Regions from separate parts of the Sus scrofa genome. Here region 1 is linked to region 2. The links are chromatin contacts, called in public HiChIP or PLAC-seq maps. All regions are on one chromosome and are shown on one strand. The core of a region is the stretch at or near the end of the contact, and the rest is flanking DNA. Distances in the headings are between cores, read along the strand shown.

What was found. HiChIP or PLAC-seq counts read pairs in DNA pulled down with a chosen protein or histone mark.
Region 1: an H3K27ac HiChIP or PLAC-seq map of skeletal muscle shows a contact between it and region 2, with 3 times the contacts expected there. The contact joins two enhancer-like sites.

The regions. Positions count from the first base shown.
Region 1 is chr2:75,014,390-75,017,818 of Sscrofa11.1, reverse strand. The region is part of intron 5 of PIP5K1C (phosphatidylinositol 4-phosphate 5-kinase type-1 gamma); the gene reads right to left. Among named protein-coding and RNA genes, the nearest start is that of CACTIN, 33 kb to the left of the region's middle. Within about 2 kb of position 1,693, at least 5 of the 83 cell types and tissues checked have an H3K27ac peak or open chromatin away from gene starts, as enhancers often do. A contact at or near this core is called in skeletal muscle, where this site is marked.
Region 2 is chr2:74,778,785-74,781,884 of Sscrofa11.1, reverse strand. No RefSeq gene overlaps it. Among named protein-coding and RNA genes, the nearest start is that of NMRK2, 11 kb to the left of the region's middle. Within about 2 kb of position 1,589, at least 22 of the 83 cell types and tissues checked have an H3K27ac peak or open chromatin away from gene starts, as enhancers often do. A contact at or near this core is called in skeletal muscle, where this site is marked.

The DNA.
Region 1 (3,429 bases), core at 444-2,943, 240 kb before region 2:
CCTTGGTCCAGCTCCTGGATCCAACTGTGCCTGAAGGCACAATTGCCCTGGATGTCCAAGCCCCCAAGCCAAAGGCTACCCTGTAGTATATCCATAGGCGTAGGTGCTCACAAGCTGGAGCCCACTTCCAGGGCTCCTCAAAGCCCATCAATGGCCAGCCCTAGATCCCACCCACCATCACTCAGTTCCAGCCCTGTGTGTTCTGGGCACAGAGCAAGGCTGCACTGCCTGGCCTCTCTGGGATCGGGTAAGGCTGTTTGTTGAACACTGGCCTGCAAGCACAAATGGTGGGTCATTCCCAGGTTGGAGGACTTAAATACTGCTTTGAGCCCTCCAGAACTCTCTCTCTGCCACAGAGACCAGATGTTTGGGGTGGGAGCTGCTTCATCAGCCTGGGTCCCTGAGTGCCAGTGGCAAGCACAGCCACCAGCCAACCCAAGGTGGACACAAAATCTGAGCAAGAAACACACCACTGTTATTTTAGGCCATATGGCTATAGGGGCTATTTGTTACCCAGCATAATCTGGCCTATGCTGACTGGTACATGCTGTTCTTACTGCCCCTGCTTCCCATGTGCCACTGACTTCAAGGAGCACCAGGGGATGCAGACTCAGGCTTAAGAGAGGACAGAGGCCTTCCTGGGTCCCTTGACCAAAAGCAGCCTACCACTTTCCCAGCACTACCTGACACCCAAGCATATTTCCATGTATCCCCCTGGTCTGCAGGTGTTTGACCTTGAGATGTGGGAACTGGCTGTTTTATTGCCCCCACTCATTTTGATGGAGCCAGAAGCCAGCTCCTGTGGCAGTCAGCACGGCCAAGATGTGCTAATGAGCAGACCCAGAGCTCACTCAACACTGTGCTTCTTCTGAGCATCAGCTGGGGCTGTGCTCCCCACTGTTACTCAAGAGCCCAGGTGGAGGCCACCCTGAATGAGCCACAAACACTTTGGGCGTCTCCCTTAGAGCAATGGGGAGATGGTCAGACCTCAAGCCAGGGATCCTGAGGCCTGGTCTCAGCACCAGGGACATAGCAGGAAACAAAACAGGCTGAATGCCTGGCTCCTAGAGCTGACATTCCAGAGAAGACCAGACAGACAAAGTAAAACACAGTGTGTCAGATAGCGATAAAGGGCAGAGAAACATCCTGAGGGGTCAAAGAGGAGGCGTGATGGAGGCAGCTATGGTGGCCAGGTAGCCAGGAAGGATGTCCCCTCTGAAGAGTTGACATCTGAGCAAAAGAACATGGCCAAGTGGGTACAAAGGCCCTAAACAGGTGCATGCAGCTGGTGAGCACAGGACAGGGAGGAGGCCTGTGCAGTGGCGCTTGGGAAGGGAGCCCTGGAGGTGGGCTTTTACTCTGAGTGTGAGGACAGGCAGGGAGTGACATGTGATCTGTGTCTTAGGAGGTGCCTCTGGACTTTGGGGGCAGAAGTGGGCATCTGGGTGGGTGAGGGGGGCATCAGTGGAGGGTGAGGAGTGGTCAGGCTCTGGCACACCCTGACAGCAGGTGGCAGGACCCCTGCAGCACTGGCCATGGGAGTGAGAGCAGCCAGGGAAGACACGGATGGGGGTGAGGGGCCCACAGTCTCAGCCATGTGTCTATTTCTGCCCTGCCTGCCCCTGCGAGCCACAAACATCCACGCCCACACAGAGCCCTGCCCAGGCACCTCCTGTCCTCCACCCTCTCTGCCAGGCAGGCTGCCCGGGCTGGCAGAGCCCATGGCCACCATCAGGCACAGACTGCAGCAAAGCACACTGCAGGAGAGGAGGAACGTCGACTGGAAAATGCAACAGAGGGGGCGTGTCCAGCTTTGTACAGTGTAAATCTGAGCAGAGAATGTTCTGGAACCAGATGGCTGACAGCACTTGCCTTGGGGAGCAGCTTGGTCAGGGCCATGGGTCTCAGGCAACAAGGACCTCCTGAGCCAGTGACCCACCGTCAGGACATGGTCATGGGCAGATGAACCCCTGGTTCAGGAGATGGCCCCCCCACCTCTCTCTCATGCCCTACTGTCCTGAGATTAAGTGACGTTTAACACCAGGACAGCCCAGGGGTGTCACAAGAAGTGAGAGTGATTGTGACCTCCCCAAACTCAAAAACTGGTGCCACTGCCAGAAAAGAGAATCCTATAGCCAGGGGTGGGGGCACAGCCAGGGGCTGAGGCTGTGACCATGGAGGAGAGAGGAAGGAACCCCAGGGAAGCAGAGCCGAGAAGGGGACCCGAGCAGGCCTGCAGGCTGAGGGGCTCTGCTTGCCCTCCGCCCAGCACCCAGGTTCCTGGCTGCATTCCCCGGCTCGCTCACCAACAGCTGACCCCAGCAGGCCCTGTGTGCACCTGCCCAGATGCCTCAGGTCTGAGCTTTCCAAGGAGTTTCCAGCCAGCCAGGGTCCTGTGGCCCAAGGACCTGGCCATCTGCCCCCCGCAGCCTGTGTTGGATGTCTGCTACCCAGTGGGGGTGAGCCAGGCAGAGAGACACAAAAACACTCCCCTCTGGGAGGAGCAGGAGGATGAAGCTGAAGGTCACCAAGGTGGGGCAGCTATCCAAACAGCCTGGCGACCTCAAACCTCCAAGGTCCTTGCACTTAGCTTATCAAGTTTGAGATCAGGCCTCGGCTGCCTCCGCGACCCCTCTCTGTGGACACACCAGTTCCACTGTGCCCTCCCCGCCAATGGACATCAAGGTTGTTTCTCCACGTCTGTACACGATGCGATAGATTTCCCCTTCCAGTAACGTGGCCACACAGAGTCGAGGTGACCAGGGTCATTTCTGCAGAACTGCCAGGCTGTGCACAAAAGCCTCTCCTTGCTCCATGCAGTTCGCAGGAGTTCCCGTGGTGGCTCAGCAGAGACCAATCTGACTAGTAACCATGAGGATGCAGGTTCGATCCCTGGCCTCGCTCAGTGGATTAAGGATCCCGAGTTGCTGTGGCTGTGGTGCAGGCTGGCAGCTGCAGCTCTGATTGGACCCCTAGCCTGGGACCCTCCATATGTCGTGGGTGTGGCCCTAAGAAGACAGAAAAAAAAAAAAAAAACCAAAACAAAACAAAATCCATGCAGCTTGCAGATAAGGGGACATCTTCCAGGGGTTGGGACAGGGCAGAAGGAGGGCCCAGTGGGAGCATGGGGACTTGTGGGCACTGGGCAGAGCTGGAGAGCCCTGGGTCACACGCACCCCTGGACAGAGCAAACGCTGCTTCTTCAGAAGGACGCAGCTCTGGCCAAGGGCACAGGTTTCCCAAAGATTAAGACCCGAATGGGAGCAGTCAGAGCCCAGCCAAGGTCCCCCAACACAAGGGACAGGCTCGCCTACCCGCCCCACCAGGGAAGGCTGGTGGTGGAAGAATAGGTAGGGGCAAAAGGCTCCCGGTGTGCGGTTACAATACAGTGACCACACAGGCTTGGAACAGACTAGCCAGACCCTTGGA
Region 2 (3,100 bases), core at 340-2,839:
CCATTCCCCCCAGGGAGATCCTACCCCATCCCAACCCACCACAGACATACAGACACAGGCAAGCTTCCGTGCAAAGCATCCCATGGGAGTCCCCGGCCCCTGGATGTTCACCCGCCAGAGCTCTGCCCCAGTGTCTTCCCCAAATGTCCTAATGGCCATGGGAGGAGGAAGATGGAGGCAGAGGCTCCAAGAGGTGGGGACAAGGCTGCAGAGCCTTCTCCCTGCCCCCACTCTTTTCTCACTCTATTTCAGGACCCCCCCCCCACCCCAAGCACTTGCCACTCACATCAAGTAGCACTCAGCTGGCTCTCTTAATCAGCAGTTACTCTGCCGGCACCCCCACCCCCACCCTCGTCCCAACAGGGCCAGAGCCATCACCTCCAAAGGCTGCCCCCACCTCAGGCACCCTCAGTGCCAGGCCCCTGAGGGGGCATCCTTGGGGCAGACTTGGGGACTAGCCAGTGTCCAGGGGGAGGAGGGGGTTGAATGAGGCCCTCCACTGCAGCCCAGGAGCCCCCCCAAACACACCCTGCGCATTCTGGAGAGTGCCTGGGGCACCCAAGAAACGCCCTCATCACCTCCCGGGTCCCCTTTAAGCTTCTCCAGCTTTCAACAGGTCAGGGCGAGGCAACTTTCAATCATGCAAACAGGACTCATTTCCAGAGGGGCCTATAAGTCCTCCCATACAGGGCCTCTCAAAATACAAAACCCCAGGGGGTGGGATGGGGGACTCTGGGGACTGGATGGGATAGGGAGGAAGCCGTGCGCTCCTCAAGGGGAGTCAGCACCTCGGCCTTCGCTGCAAGACACACATGCATTCTGCGGTCACCTGGCCGGGGAAGGGGTCCCAGCTCTGCCCCTCTAGGACAAGGAAATCGAGGAGGGGAAGGCCCAGCCCCATCCTCCTCCTCACTGCCCTCTTCCCGCCTGGGCCAGTTAAATGCCCCGGAGGCTGTGTTTCAGACGTCCTTTGCATGGGGTATGTCTTGCGCCACTGTTCTGTGTCTTACTTTTTAGGCCACCAAGTGGGGCCAGGCAGAGGGACAAGGGGATGGTTTCAGTACTTACTTTTCTTTTTCTCTCTGTACAACAGGGGGGCTAAAGGTCTCAGGGGCTGAAGGAGCCTCTCAGGGCTCGTGGGTCTGGCTTTATAGGAGCTGCTGGCCACCCTGGGCCCTGGGCCACTGAGCCGGTTATTAATAGAAGCCGCCGACTCTTGCCCGAGTATGGTCAGAAGCACAACAGCTGTGGGTGCACAGCCTTTGGGCCAGGGCAGGCGGCTTGAGGACGGCCCTCTGCCCTAGAGGGAAGGGCAGCACTGCACAGGACTCAGTGTGGCCTGGTGACTCCTGTAACCAAGCCCCCAAATCTAACAGGGAATGCTCAGAGATGGGGTGCCCAGTGTGTGCCAGACCCTGACACACCCTTTCCTCCAACCCTTGCCACCATCCTAGGAACCACTGTCCCTAAGGACAAACCTGGCACAAACACACACACAGGTGACCTGTCTGCCAAGAGCCAGCAGTCCAATTGGGCTGCGCAAAACCCAGGCCTGTCTGAGTCATTTTGCAGATGGCACATGACTAATGCAGATTGTGGTAAAAGGCCTAAATTAAGGCCCAGTCGTAGGTGCTGGGAAAACTGGGAGGGCCCCACAGTTTTAGCACTTCGCCTCATGAGATCTGCTAGCCAATGCCCTCCTTCTCCAGGGACTGGTAGCGCTCCTGCTGTTACTTCACTGCCAGCCCATGGAATGATTCAAACAAATCAGCGACAATCTCCCATAGAACTGGGGGCCACAGCATCCTCTTGACCCTGAAGCCTACCCCTACCCCCCCGACCCACCCCTACCCCCTGGCCCAAGTTCACTCTGCTTCTGAGTGCTACTCAAGTGCTCTGTGGGGCCTGGGGCATCCTCCTTCCTGGGGCTTCGAGTCCACATGACTAATAAAGAGCCGCCCACTCCTGTGTCCATGTTAGACATCCAGCATCCAGCCACCACTTACCCCACGGGGGCCTCCCACCATAACTGGTGACAAGGAGGCTACTGAAACACAAGCTACCAAGCCAAGAGCCTAAGGTCAGCAGCCCAGCCACAGCCAGCAGTTCTGTCCCTGCCCAGCCCAGTCCACATTGGGGTCTGAACTCAGCTTGCCCCACCCCAAAGGGCGCCTTGCCGCTGCCGCACGCTGCCTTGACTCTCTGCCCAGAAAGGCAGGAACGTGCCCAAGGCAGGGAGCCATGGGATATCACTGGCTCCTCTGTGCCAAGTCCCTGCTGCCCCAGGGTGTCCTTGAAATTGTCTCCCTGCTACATAGGCCCCAAGACCACTGACTCCTCCCCTGCCTCACCCCAGGTCCCACCCCTCCTGACCCTTCAGTAGAGAAGGTACTAGCAGGGCCAGGAGGTTTTCTGCCCACGTGGGGAAACTGCCTGCAGAGCCTGCTGCTAGGCCTCCTCCTAATGGTGGAACTGATGGGCCGGATTCCCCTGGGGACAGTGAGATAACCACATCAGTGACGCACCCCAACCTGAGGCCTGTCTTTCTCGACATAAGGGAAGCCATTTTTGGCCCAAGCCATTTTGGGATCTAAGCCTGAGCACAATGTCCTTAAACTGGTTTCAGTAATTAATGAGTTTAAGGAAACAAAAGGCAGCAGGGGTGAAGGACTATTTACCAGGTAAGAGGAAAAATAATAAATAGCAAAGATCCCCAGTTCCCACAGTAAAGGTACAGATTAGCCTGAAGCACTTTCTTCAGCAGGTTTTTGCTGAGTTTAAACCCAGATCAACTGGAACCTAACAGATGATGATGAAATTTTCTGACCTTGTGACTCCAACGAAAGCTTAGACTCTGTCAACTGCCCCAAATCTGAGCCCTCCCAGACCCTTTCCCCTCCCTGATGGTGGGGCTGTGGAACCATGTGGCTCCAGAGTTATGACTGTGACCCATGTCCACCCTCATCTCTCTCTGTGACTGGCGCTGGTGTTTTGGTTTGTTTTTTGTTTTTTGTGTTTGTGTGTGGGATTTTTTTTTGTTTGTTTTTTGTGGGGATTTTTTGCCTTTTCTTTCTACAGCTGCACCTACAGCATATGGAAG